Regions from separate parts of the Sus scrofa genome. Here region 1 is linked to region 2. A link is a contact called in public Hi-C data. All regions are on one chromosome and are shown on one strand. Each heading gives the region's core, a stretch centred on a gene start, on an enhancer-like site or on the middle of the called end of the contact. The rest is flanking DNA. Distances are from core to core; before and after follow the strand shown.

Region 1 (6,970 bases), core at 580-3,079, 220 kb after region 2:
TTTAAAGTCAGAGAACTCCAAGAGTGTCAGGGGAGCAGGGACTTGGGGCAGGCTTGGCCGCCTGTCCTGCGAAGGATGCCTGTGACCGGGGGCAGGCGGTGGACTTTCCCACATGCCTCTTAGGACCCAGAAAAGCCTGGGAAGGTCCCCAAAGTGGAAACAGAAGCCACTCATCACATTTCCCAGCAGCCCCCCATGCCATCTTTTCAAATCTTAACTTCTCCTTAATGGAAAACTTAGAAGGGAAGGTGATACCCAAGCAGCTTTCAGAATCAGGAACGCATGGCTTAGTGCTTGTGGCTCTGGCCTTTGTTCCTGTGAGGTCACAGCCACTGGGAGCCGTTCTCACTGGGGTGGCCAGTGAGACTTGCAGAGCTGGGCGGGGGGAGGGATGAGGGAGTGTGTGCAGACACACGTCTGTGTTAAAGCAGCCTGAGTTTACAAGCACTTACTGGGAGATCTCAAGTTCCTTTTCTTAAAAGCATTAGCTTTCCATAATTACAGCTCACATCCTGTGAACCAGGCAAATATAATTACCCCACTTTCTGATAAGAAGATGGGTGCTGATTCCTAACGTGTGTTCTTTCTGAAGAAGTCTGACTCTGCAGAGCTGATTCAGGTCAGACACCTGTTTCAAGTCACTGGAAATTTAGTTTGAAGACTAAAGACTTCAGATCAAGTTCCCCTTCCCAGTTATGAGGTTTTTTGTCTTTTTAGGGCCACACTCCTGGCATATGGAGGTTCCCAGGGGTCAAATTGGAGCTGTAGCTGCTGGCCTACCCACAGCCACAGGAATGCCAGATCCTTAACCCACTGAGCAATGCCAGGGATCGAACCCGTAACCTCATGGTTCCTAGTGGGATTCATTTCTGCCACGGCAAGATGGGAACTCCTCTAGTTATAAGTTTTAAAAGGAGGAATGTTTTTTTGGAGTTCCCGTCATGGCTCAGTGGTTAACGAATCCAACTAGGAACCATGGGGTTGAGGGTTCAGTCCCTGCCCTTGCTAAGTGGGTTAAGGATCCGGCATTGCTGTGAGCTCTGGTGTAGGTCGCAGATGCAGCTTGGATCTGGTGTTGCTGTGGCTCTGGCATAGGCTGGCGGCTACAGCTCTGATTAGACCCCTAGTCTGGGAAACTCCATATGCTTTGGGAGTGGCCCTAGAAAAGGCAGAAAGAAAAAAAAAAAAGGAGGAATGTTTTTAAATTTGAGTATATTTTTGTTTTCTTTTTCCTTTTTTGTGGAAGTTCCTTGGCCAGGCATTGAACCTAAGCCACAGCAGCAACCTGAGCCATTGCAATGACAATGCTGGGTCCTTAACCCTCTATGGCACAAGGGAACTCCAAAACTGAGTGTATGTCTTGGTATGGAAAGAATTGGGATCGCAGGAAAAGCTTTGGCCCCCAGTTCTCCTTTGTCAATGTGTTTTCATCAGGCGTGACTGAGTGGATGGGCCAGATCGGACCCTGAGGAGAGGGGAGGGAAATCAGATGGAAAGGAGCCAGCAGAAGCCACGGGGGCTGGAGGAAGGAGAATAAGCACAAGGGAGGGAGGTGCTAATGCCCAGGGGCACATGCCCAAGGGCATCCGGGGCACAATGCTGCTGCAGTCAGGGCTCGGAGAGCAGAAGCCTCGCCCACGCCTTCAGCCTGGAGGACACAGGACCCTCCCAGGTTGTCAGGGCTGGAAACACTCCCTCCTCACGCTGCTGTCTGGGTTCCTTTCCCGACCTTAAAAGAACACACAGCATTGGTGGCGTCTCCCTAGCCTTGCCCTGCAGGCTTCATTCCTATTCTTTCCTGTTCTATCCACTCTGCTCCTCCAAGGCATCTGGCTGCTATTTCCTAATGAAATACCAGCTCCCATTTACTGAGTCATCACGATGCTCCCAGCGCTGCCCTAACGGCTTTATCAAACTGCATTTGACTCACAGGAACTCCCTCCATCACCCTGACCCGGGGCCCACGGGGCTCCTGTCCCTCTCATCCCCGACTTTCCAAGACCCCAAACGGCCACCACAGGGTCCCTTTGCCTAGACAATTAATTGTTCCCTTGAGAACAATGGCACCCCGTCTATGCAGACAGAAATCTGTGTTATGAGCCCTCCCTTCCCCACATCTGTCCAGGCTCTCCAGAAAGTCCCACTGAGGCGCTCTCCAAAAATACTCTCCTTCTCTCATCTCTTATTGGCTCATCCTCCTGTAGCTCCCCCGTCCAACCCCCGCCCCAGGGCTGGTCTCCCTGCCCCAACACTGGGCCCCCTTCCGTCTAGTCCTCCTGGTAGCAGAAGGGATGCCACCAGGATGACAACATTCTCCCACTTAGCACTCCCCGGGGGCTGCCCGGCACCCCTACTTCAGTCCCAGCTGGAATGTCACCTCTTGAGAGTTTTTCCTCACCAGTACTTTTCTTTTTTTGCTTTTTAGGGCCACACCTGCAGCGCATGGAAGTTCCCAGGCTAGGGGTCAAATTGGGAATTGCAGCTGCCAGTCTACACCACAGCCACAGCAATGCGGGATCCTTAACCCCCTGAGCGAGGCCAGGGATCAAACCTGCATCCTCATGGATACAAGTCAGGTTCTTAACCCGTCGAGCTACAGCGGGAACTCCCTGGCAGTACCTTTCACCCCACCCCCACCCCCTCCCCCATTCCTGCCCTCAGACTCTGGCTTTCATCACCGCACTTATTACAACTGAAATTATTTTAGCCATTTCTTTGTGGCTTTCTGTCTTAGAACAGGCGGGCCGTGCACAGCTTTTGCGTCAGCATCAACGGCTGATGTCAGGCCAGGCAGGACCCAGGGGCCTGTCTGTTCAGACTGTATCCCAGCGCTGTGCCCCCCCCCCATCCACTTCACTCAACTCTCGGCGTTGCTGCTCTCTTGGTTTTAGTGCACCCCTCCCTCCAACAGCCTTCCCGTCCGAGGAGGATCAGACGTCCCCCTGGAGACCTTGGGTTCCGGGTTCCCACCTCCCCCAGCCCCTCTCTCAAGAACGCAGCATCCGAAGCTGGGGCTGGAATTCCCGGCTCGCTTTCCCCCAGCCAAGGCAGCCACAAGAGGCAGGGCGAGTTACCAACAATCCTAAAACAGGAGGCCCCAGGATGAGAGAGAACGTCCCGTGATTCGATGGGTTGGAGCATTTTTTCCCCTGACCGCACATTCTTCATTTTTCTTTACCAGACGGCTGGACCATACGGCCGCTGTATCTCAGAGAGGAAGGAGGTTAGCCCTGGCTGGGAACGTGCCCCAGGGCACAGAAGCCCTGCTCCCCTTCGCCAGGCTCCTGGCCTATTCTGGCTCTGAGCAGGGTCCGAACACCCCCATGTGGTGAACCCCACTTCTCCCAGTCTCTGTCGGGCTGGTCCTGCTTGGGGGTAGGTAGGTAGCCAGGTAGGCAGACACAGGGCTCTGCTCCAGCTCCCCCCACCCCGTTTCCTTTTGGTCTTTTTGGAGCCATACCTGCTGTATATGGAAGTTCCTGGGCTAGGAATCGAATTGGAGCTGCAGCTGCTGGCCTATGCCACAGCCAGAGCTACACAAGAGTCAAGCCACATCTGTGAATGATACAGCAGCTTGTGGCAACACCGGATCCTTAACCCACTGAGCGAGGCCAGGGATCAAACCCACATCCCCATGTATACTATTCAGGTTCTTTTTTTTTTTTTTTCTAGGACTGCACCCACAGCATATGGAGGTTCCAGGCTAGGGGTTGAATCAGAGCTGTAGCCTAGCCACCAGTCTACACCACAGCCACGGCGATGGCAGATCCGAGCAGCGTCTGCCACCTACACCACAGCTCACCACAATGCTGGATCCTTAACCCACTGAGCGAGGCCAGGGATCAAACCCGCAACCTCATGGTTCCTAGTCAGATTCATTAACCACTGAGCCACGACGGGAACTCCCCATTGAGGTTCTTAACCCACGGAGCCACAGCGGGAACTCCACTTACACTAGCTGTGACACCAGGTAAGTTACCCTACCTTTCTCAACTCCATCACACACACGGAGAGAATGCGTGGTAGATGTGCTGTGAGAATAAAGCGAGAAAGTGTAGCTAAAGGGCTTGGTGCGGAGCCCGGCACGTAGAAGGCACTCCACGGACAAGAGCTTTTCCTTGGGTGTGTGTCCCTGGCCGGGTGTGCGGAGGGCAGAGCATAGCTGGGCGATCCTGTCCCGGGAGGGCGCTGACGCTGGTCATCTCCAGCCCTGAGAGCACGTGTGCCGGGGGCTGGTCTCTATCAAGGTCAGCGACCCCAAAGGGTCCCTCCACACCTTCCAGCTGGCCACGCACCCATCCTCTTCCTTCCTGGGATGAGGGAAAGGGGACTTGTTTCAGCTGGACCAACCACCTAACATCTGTCCAAAGGGAATTTCATTCCAGTCTTGGGGGAACATGTATAAGCGAACTGAGGTCATTTGGATTTTTATGGAGGTCTTCTGAGGGCTCTCGCTGAGTCTGCGTCCCTGTGACTTTGACAGTTATGTCTCCCTTGCCATCCCCAGGCCATCGGGAAAGATATGGAAGAGGACGGGGCCCAGGTTTTGCTTGCGTGACCTCTCGACTGCTTTGGCTCTGCAAAAAATGCGGACGCTAAATCGGCATGCTTCTTTATGCATGTTCTGCCCTGGAAACCGTGCCATTCTCCCCCATGCCAGCACGCTGGTTCTTTACAGATGAGGGAACTTCTTACATCAAAGGGGTTAGGAGCTAATGTGAAAGAAAACGCCACACAGCCTGGCTGCTGCTGACACGGCTGAGCCCAAGACTAAGACCACGGGCCATTTACATCCATCCCCCAGCTCCTCTCACCTCCGCCTCCCAAACACTTCTCCACAGACGGGGATGAAGAGATGAAAAGTGAAAGCTCTAATTTTTTGGCTGCACCCACAGCGAATGAGAGTCCTTGGGCCAGGGATCAAATCCATGCCATAGCTGCGACCTACACCACAGCTGCAGCAAAACCAGATCCTTAACCCACAGTGCGGAGCCAGGGATCGAACCCGCATGTTGCAGTGACAATGATAGATCCTTAAGCTGCTGCACCATGGCAGGAACTTCGAAAAGTGAAATCTAAATTCGTAAATTTTTTTTCTTTTTTCTTTTTAAGGTCACACACATGGCATATGAAGGTTCCCAGGCTAGGGGTCCAATTGGAGCTGTAGCCGGCAGCCTACACCACAGCCACAGCAATGCAGGATCCAAGCTGCATCTAGCGACCTACACCACAGCTCATGGCAACCCCAGATCCTCAACCCACTGGGCAAGGCCAGGGATTGAACCCTTAACCTCATGGTTCCTAGTCAGATTTGTTTCTGCTGTGCCACAATGGGAACTCCAAACTTTTTTTTTTTTCCATGTTGACTAAAAGCAAGGTTTTCAGCCTCCTCTGCGGAGCATAAACACCTGAGTTCTTCCTCTGTCTCTGACTTACTAACAGGCTTTGTTCAGTGAAAGGAGAGGAATGACCATGGCTTTTCAGGGAAGAGGAGCTGCCGGCCCCTCAGATACGCACTGACGCACATTCGCTTCCTAACAGTTGTGCTGAGAAATGGAATCACGCTGCAGGCATGCACGAAAAAGCAAAAGAGCTGCTTTCACTCAGCATTTCATACAAGCCTCTGATAGCTGGTTTACAAACCAGCTGCACTCCTCCCCCCGAAAGTCAGAGTCTTGTCATAGACCTGGTAACAGCGACTGCATCGACCTGGCTGGAATGGAAAGATCACGATGAGTCTTGGCTGGCCTGACCCCAAGATATTCAGACAACGGCATTAAACCGTCACTCTGACTCGCTCCACTGTCCACAGGGGAAGCTCACGGGCCCTGGCATGTCTGTGCAACCAGGTCCCAACCCCCACCCTGCTTCAAACCTGAGGTCCTTGTAACACTAGGCAGTATCTGTCCCCTGAGGTCCAGTGCCCTGAGTGGGGTCTGGGGGCTTTTAAACTCATGATAATAAGGTATGGGGAGCTCCTGTGACACCCTCATCTAAGCATCTCAAAGTGCTTTGTATGTGGAATTTTATTTTTATTTTTATTTATTTTTTATGTGGAAATTTTAAAGCCCCCAAAGGGGAGGTTGATATTGGTGGGTCAGCCTCAAAGACTCCCCCTCAGTGCCAGAGCTACCTTTTTTTGGCCATGCCCACGGCATGTGGAAGTTCCCATGCCAGGGATAGAACCCATGCCACAGCAGTGACCTGGGCCGCTGCAGTGACAACGCTGGATCCTTAACCTGCCACAAGGGAACTCGACTGATTCTTGTTTCTCTCTTTCTTTTTTGGCTGCCCTGTGGCACATGGAGTTCCCAGGCTAGGGATCAGATCCTAGTCACAGTTGCGACCTACACTGCCACCGAGGCAACACTAGACCTTAATCCACTGTGCCAGGCAGGGAATCGAACCCTCGACTCAGTGCTCCAAAGACACCACTGATCCCATTGCACCACAGAGGGAATTCCCACTGATTCTTCCTTCTTTCTTCCTTCTTTCCTTTCTCTCTTTCTTTCTTTCCTTTCTTTCAGAAATTCTTGGTTTGGGGACTGAATCTGAGCCACAGCTGTGGCAATGCCGTATCCTTTAACCCACTGCACCAGGCTGGGGATTGAATCCGTCTCTGCAACTACCTGGGCTGCTGCAGTCAGATTCTTTTTTTTTTTTTTTTTTGTCTTTTTAGGGTCATACCCACAGCATATGAAATTCCCAGGCTAGGGGTCAAATCAGAGCTGCAGCCGGTCTACACCACAGCCACAGCAACACGGGAGATCCGAACAGCATCTGCGACCTACACCGCAGCTCAGGGCAATGCCGGATCCTTAACCCACTCAGAGAGACCAGGGATTGAACTCACGTGCTCGTGAATCCCAGTCAGGTTCGTTACCACTGAGCCATGATGGGAACTCCTGCAGTCAGATTCTTAACCCACTGTGCTGCAGCAAGAATTCCAATTCTTATTTCTTTTTAATGC
Region 2 (6,864 bases), core at 2,637-5,136:
TTAGGGCCACACCCATGGCATATGGAGGATCCCAGGCTAAGGGTTGAATGGGAGCTATAGCTGCCGGCCTGCACCACAGCCACAGCAACGCAGGATCCAAGCTGCATCTGCGACCTACATCACAGCTCATGGCAACGCTGGATCCTTAACCCACTGAGCAAGGTCAGGGATGGAACCTGAACCTCATGGTTCCTAGTCAGATTCGCTTCCACTGTGCCACGATGGGAACTCCCTGGGATGCTCATTTGTGAAGTAACATTTCTGGATCTGCCATGGATCTGTCACTGTCTGTCACAGCCCAGAATGACTACGAACCTCATGTGCCAAAGCAAAAGCAAAAGAGAGAAGAGGAACAGATGCCCAGAGCTCAGGATGGCTCTGGGGAACCAGTACGGGCACCGCTTTCCCCTGAAGGGCCCCATTTCACAGGGGTTTCCTTCCCTGGTTAAACCTTCTGTTCCCTGGAGCAGTGATTTCAAGCACGTGCATCAGCACTAAGCAGGTACAGCCATAAAGGTGGAGGTACCGGCCCTCAAACTACTCTGGCTCCGAGGCACACTAAAACCCCAGCAGAGGTCACTGTGGAGTAAGAAAGCCCAGCGCCAGGCAGAGAGGAAGTCAAAGGGTCCAGAAGGATGCTGCGAAGCACTGCAGTTCTGCACCCTCAGAGCGGCACAGGAAAGACGTGACTGAGGATGGAAAGCTGAGGGAAGGGTGGGCAAAGATACAAATTCACAACCGCCCTACCCTGCCTGCCTGCTCCCCTCCGCACTGTCCATCACAGAGACTGTCCGGTCCCTAGTCACATCCCTCTGAGGGAGGCACTGTCCCAACCCTCTATTTAACAGGTGAGAATAATGAGGCTGAGAAAATTCTAGAAACTTGCCCAAGCTCCACACTGAGCTGTGACTCTCATACCGTGGGGACTGGAATCTTGGGAACCAGCTTGAGCCCACACTCCCCACGGCACCACAGAACGATCAGCCTGGCAGCTACCTCCCAGGAAATGGGCACAAGCCAACCGTCTCGGCTCCTTCCTGTTACTCCAGGGCACACGCTCAGCTGACACTGCCCACAAAGGAGCAGCCCCCTCCCGCTTCTGGACCCCTGGTCACATCCACTTCCTCCCCCTGCTTCACCCTCCTCACAGTTTCTGTGCTGAAACCGTGTTTATCTTTCAACCTTATTTCAAATGACCCTTCTGGTCAAGCATCTCCTGCTCCCCAAGCTTCCAACCCCAATTCCACCCAATGGACTCAGCCACTCTCCATGACCCTGGCTCTGCGCTGGGCTAAACCCAGCCCACCGGACAGTCATTTTCAGGCTGCTCTCACGGGCCCCACACACCGTGTTCAAAGCTCGATGACAACAGAGGCTCACTCTCTCTTTCTCAGTCCCTTTCAGGCCTTAACACAGTGCGTGGGTCAGACGCCCAGAACCCACCTCCACCCATGGCTGCTGAACTGGATTCAAGGAGAAATTCACAGACACATGTAGGCTGAGCAGATACAAACTGTCCATTTTCAGTATGTTATTGGAGAATCTATTTACACTGTGTCAAGCTCTTACTCCTCGCTCAAGTTTCAAGAAGAGGAGTTAAAAGGATTATTGAAAGGGAAGAAGTTCCAGGCTAAAGAAAAGTATGAGGGTAAATGGAGAGACAAAGGAAGGACAGATGAAATATCCCAGTTCTATTTGATTCACCAAGGCTTTGTGCCTACAAATGCTCCGAGGAATCATTTCCTGAGTCTATACTATTGGCCTAAGATCAAGTCCACAATGGATAAGAAGATGCCTACCAAAGCCAAGGCTGTGGAAGGTTCAGATCCCCTCGAGAGATCCTACAGTGAAAATGCACACGTCACTGTTTTTTCTGTGCATAAGACACACACACATCCCTTTAGAAAGGTATGCAATTAAAGTAAAATCTGAATATTCAAAGAAAGCATCAAGAATGTGGAACTGATTAATCCATTCATTAGACCTAGAAAAAGGAATGGCCTCTGGGTACTTACAGGGTTTCCTAAGGTATTGGCAGCTTAGCCCACTTGGAGAAAAAACCGGATTGATCCCCTCAAGGGTTGATGCTATCCACATTGAAATCGCATGCTTTATTTTCAATAAGCCGGATAAGATACTATCCTACATTCTTTTTCATAAAAGGAACAGAGAATTGTGAAAATAAGCACAACAAGTTGAGGTATCCGGAAAACTCTTTTCTCAGCGTACCCTTAAAGGTGCTATGTTATTTTTTATTTTTTGGTAAATGCCTCATTCTTTTTTTTTTTTTTTATTGGCATACAGTTGATTTACAATGTTGTGTTAGTTTCAGGTATACAGCAAAATGATTCAGTTATACACATACATATATCCCTTCTTTTTCAGACTCTCTTCCCATTTAGGTTATTATAGAGCATCCAGTAGAGTTCCCTGGGCTACACGGCAGGTCCTGGTTGATTATCTCATTTGTATATAGTGTGTGTTAACCCCAAACTCCTCATTTGTCCTTCCCCCTACTTTTATGAAGTGAATATCATATGATATCACTTATGCGTAGAATCTAAAAAAAAAAAGGTACAAATGAACTTATTTACGAAACAGAATCAGACTCCCAGCCTTTGTACCCTTTCCAACTGCTCCCTCCCTCCCTCCCCTGAAATCTTCTAAAAATTAGTACAGGATCAGCCTGCTGAAGGTTTCCAGCTCCTGGAGCAGACAGCAAAGATGTAACTAACAGACCGTCTGGGTCAGGACTGGTTCTCGGATGTGTCCCGGCTTCGATTTCTCTACCTTTACAAGGAGCTAAAACGTGTCAGCCTCACGGGGTTGGGGGGGCGGGGGCGGCGGTCAGGAGACTGGTGTGAGGAACGGCCCTTAAAGGTACATAAAACTGAAAAAGGTCACAGCGAGATACAAGAACTTTCTTGCAGTTCAGAGTGGATTGGGAAACTGCACTGCAGCAGCCTTGACCAGTGCCATTCAGTGACGGCCACGGAAAAGAACTGCGTGCGAGTCAGCCGCGGGGAGCCAGGTGGCTCCTGGTGCTCAAGACCACATGGCCCAGCGTGCGGCACCATCCACGAAATGACCACATCCCGGAGGCACGCCTCGGCCACCGCGGACACTCCAGTTAAGACTCACAAATCCCTTCAGCCTCCCGAGTGGGTAGGGCAACTTCGGTAGACGCATCGCTTCTTCCACCTCCACTAATGGTCTGGAAAGCACATGTCAAATTACGTCTGCTCAGGGTGCCTCAAGGAGAGAAAATTGAACCTCCGCGGGTTCTCACAGCAGATGCTTTGGGATCAAATGGCTTGTAATTGCTACTTGGATCACTGAAGGGAAGGGAGTAGCAAAAATCACAATCTGGCTGTCACGAAGGGGCCCACACCACAGTTGCTGATAAAAGGAAGGTCTATTAGCAAGTGAGATGAGGAGAAGGCACAAAAGGAGTTGCGTGCCCTTGGCTGTCTCAGCAACAGCAAAATGTCACCGAGGAGGAGGAGCTTATTTCCTTCTCGGGCTGATGCCCAAACATCAGTTGATATGAAAGGAAAACAAAGACCTATGCATGTACTCTCCGCGCGGGCCTGTGTGGATGTCGCAGGCTTCTCTACCAAAGGCACTATTTAAACAGACTGCCGCGCTACCGTCAAGAGGAAGCGGCTTCATTCACAGCTTCCATTTAAAAAAAAAAAAAAATTAGCATATTCTTTCCCAGTTTGGAGCTCATGACTCATGTGACAATACTTCATTCACTCGCTGCCCCAGAATGTTGGGATACCCCCATCCAATTTTCCAGGCAAGAGCGCCAAGGCCCAGGGCTCCATGATTTCTGCCACAAAGCTTCTGGGGCTGCTCCCTTCCAGAGCCTCAGCAGGGGATCTGTGACAACCATCTCCATAACAAACACGTCCCCGCAAAAGCGGACTGAGACTCATTATTGCTCATCAAGACGTTCCCTCCGAAAAGCTTGAAAAGCTTTCATTGCTGGCTCGCCAAAGTGTCCTTTCAAAAAGGCTCAAAGGAGACTGGCTTTCTTCCAACCTTAACAGATTTCGAATTAGGGTGACTCACTGTTGGCCTGTTACATGATGCACCAATTAGAATGGAATATTTTTAAATGCCTGCCCACACACTCGGGAATGACTGCCTTTCTGTGTTAGGCTAATGGACAGAATATACTGACTGTTTACAAATAGATGGTTTGTGCAAGTTATAAATACTCTCCAAGAAGGCTTAGCAGAGAAAAACTAGTGGAATGAAATATTAATTATTCAACCAGCTACTGGGGGAATCTTAAGTCCCAGAGATATAAAAAACCAAGTACTCTTCATTCTATCTGTACCTCAATGAAACCTAGCTGAGTGTATAATGCAGAAATGATAAACATACCATTAAAATAATCCTATATGTCTGAGAAATATCTTCAACACTGCTATACCAGAAGCAATGTTTAGTTAAAACAAACAAGGATAAATGTTTAAATACATATACTTAAAAAAAAAACAACAACAGATGCCATAATACTTTCTTCTCACCCACCACAGTGTCAATGGGACCTGTTGATTAAATCACAAGATCATTTGGTAATTTGAGCTCAATTTAAATAAGCACTCAGCTTAATTCAGACCATTAAAGGCTATTTTAGCAAAACTTATTTTCAAAGTCCACTGTTAAGTTCTGTTAATAGAAAGTGCTCTGATGAATTATGGGTTCTTTTTTTTTTGCCAAACAGCTCTTCTCAGCCATTGAAGGGCTACCTCTAATTTGGACGATTAATAGGCAAATTTATTAAGCAATACTATAATCCTTAGCAGTGAGCCACGGATGTGAATATATAATCATGGAGTTTCCTGGTGGCCTAGCAGGTAAAGGATCCCATGTTGTCACTGTGGTGGCTCAGGTTTCATCCCTGGCCTGGGAACTTTTGGTGTGGACCAAAAAAAAAAGATATATATATATAAAATCAAGGGTCCTAGTTACCAGCTTGCCTGGGAACCATGCCATACAAACTTGGTGGGATGACCAACTGCAGAAGGTAGTAAGAACCAAGCAGTGAAAGGCAATACATTTTTTTTTAAGCAGGTCAAATCCCTGGTGGACGGCATCATTTGATCTGGATTTTGAAATAAGTTTGGTGTGTGTACAGAAATAAAGGGGCAGGGAATGGAAATTATTTATTATGAGAAGTCAACCTTTTTTTTTTTTTTTTTTTTTTTTGCTTTTTATAGGGCCACACATGGACATTCCCAGGCTAGGGGTCGAATCAGAGCTGCAGCTGCAGCTGCCAGTCTACACCACAGCCACAGTCACACAGGATCCAAGCCATGTCTTCGACCTATACCACAGCTCACGGCAACGCTGGATCCCCAACCCACTGAGCCAGGCCAGGGATCAAACTCTCATCCTTATGAATACTAGTCAGATTCATTTCCGCTGTGCCCCAATGGGAACTCCAGAGGCCTACCTTTTTGAAGGTATCAAAGGAGGGCCTGGATTTGGCTTCCTTGGGGTCTCATTTGGTTTGGTCAAATCTGGCAAAATAAGGGCACAGAGACCAGCCAGGAGCAACGCCTAAGACATAGCCTCCTGGCACAGCCACCTGGTCTCATGCCCTGCCCTTTGGCAGCCCCTGACCTCTGAGAGTGGGAGGGGAGGGGAAGATTTTGAGGAAAGGTCCTCTCCCCATTTCAGGACACCTCAGCTAGAGCTGTCCCCCAGAACCGAGCAGCTTGGGGCCCACACTTGGCACCCACAGTTGGGCCAACCTCTGTGGAGGCAGAATCGGTGGGTGTCTCTGTTGCATGTTTTAGGATCACTCGCCTCCCTAGGACCTGTCACAGGATCTAACCCTCCACCATTCCTTAGATTTTTCAAACTAAACTGGCAGTTCACTGAATTATCCCAATTAATTTGTTAAATAATACCGTCTCCTTCTACAGAAGCACATTCAGTTGTCCAAGTCCTTAAAGTCGGGTTTCGGCCTCAACAAACAGGCTAGGGGTTTATGGGACATAAAACCTAAGGTAAAAGGATTTGGTGAAGGAGCAGTTAAGAGAAATAGATGGTAACATGAAGCACAGCCTTAGAGGGAAGGTGCGGATTGGAAAAGGCACAAAGAGGAGGCATAAGCTCACCCAGACCATCACCCTTCTCCAGAATCCTACTCAGAAATGGTTCTGAGGCTGTGTTAGGTCAGAAGCCGTGTGGGGCGAGGGGGCCCCTGTACACAGCTCGACTGCGGGCACTCAGTGAGCCAAAGGCTGCTCACTCGGGATGTGCTGTGGGTGTGAGGACCCCCGGCCCCCGGGAGGAAAATGCAAACTTGGACTCATTGATCTCTCAAATGAAGGGACGTGCTGCTGAGAAGTGGGGACAAATAAATGAAAGCTACTATCGTGACTTTAGCTGCGCCGCTTTTGAGATGGAGTGACCACGACTTTAGCCACCTTCAAAAATACTCAGCATGCTGAAAACACCTTTTAATTACTCAAGACCATTTGACCTCTAAACCTGTTTTCAGCAGATTCATGTAAAGATTCTCAACTGGCATTCTCCACTTAACTTAGCATGTGTGTTGGAGTTCCCGTCATGGCTCAGTGGTTAATAAACCCGACTAGCATCCAGGAGGACACGGGTTCGATCCTTGGCCTTGCTCAGTGGGTTAAGGATCCAGTGTTGCTATGAGCTGTGGTGTAGGTTGCAGATGCGGCTCAGATCCTGAGTTGCTGTGGCTGTGGTATAGGCCGGTGACTACAGCTCTCATTCGACCCCTAGCGTGGGAACCTCCATATGCCGTGGGTGCGGCCCTAAAAAGGCAAAATAATAATAATAATAATAATAATAATAATAATAATAATG

The links. A called contact is a pair of places that touch in the nucleus more often than the background predicts.
Region 1: a contact with region 2 is called in a Hi-C map of embryonic fibroblasts, with 2.3 times the contacts expected there. The contact joins two enhancer-like sites. A contact is called at or near these places in 9 of 47 Hi-C or Micro-C datasets (brain, embryonic fibroblasts, fetal liver and 5 more).

What each region holds. Positions count from the first base shown.
Region 1 is chr1:11,950,677-11,957,646 of Sscrofa11.1, forward strand. All of the region lies in intron 20 of SCAF8 (protein SCAF8), which reads right to left. Among named protein-coding and RNA genes, the nearest start is that of TIAM2, 56 kb to the left of the region's middle. Within about 2 kb of position 1,830, at least 7 of the 83 cell types and tissues checked have an H3K27ac peak or open chromatin away from gene starts, as enhancers often do. A contact at or near this core is called in embryonic fibroblasts, where this site is marked.
Region 2 is chr1:11,724,430-11,731,293 of Sscrofa11.1, forward strand. The region is part of intron 10 of TIAM2 (T-lymphoma invasion and metastasis-inducing protein 2); the gene reads right to left. Among named protein-coding and RNA genes, the nearest start is that of CLDN20, 110 kb to the left of the region's middle. Within about 2 kb of position 3,887, at least 27 of the 83 cell types and tissues checked have an H3K27ac peak or open chromatin away from gene starts, as enhancers often do. A contact at or near this core is called in embryonic fibroblasts, where this site is marked.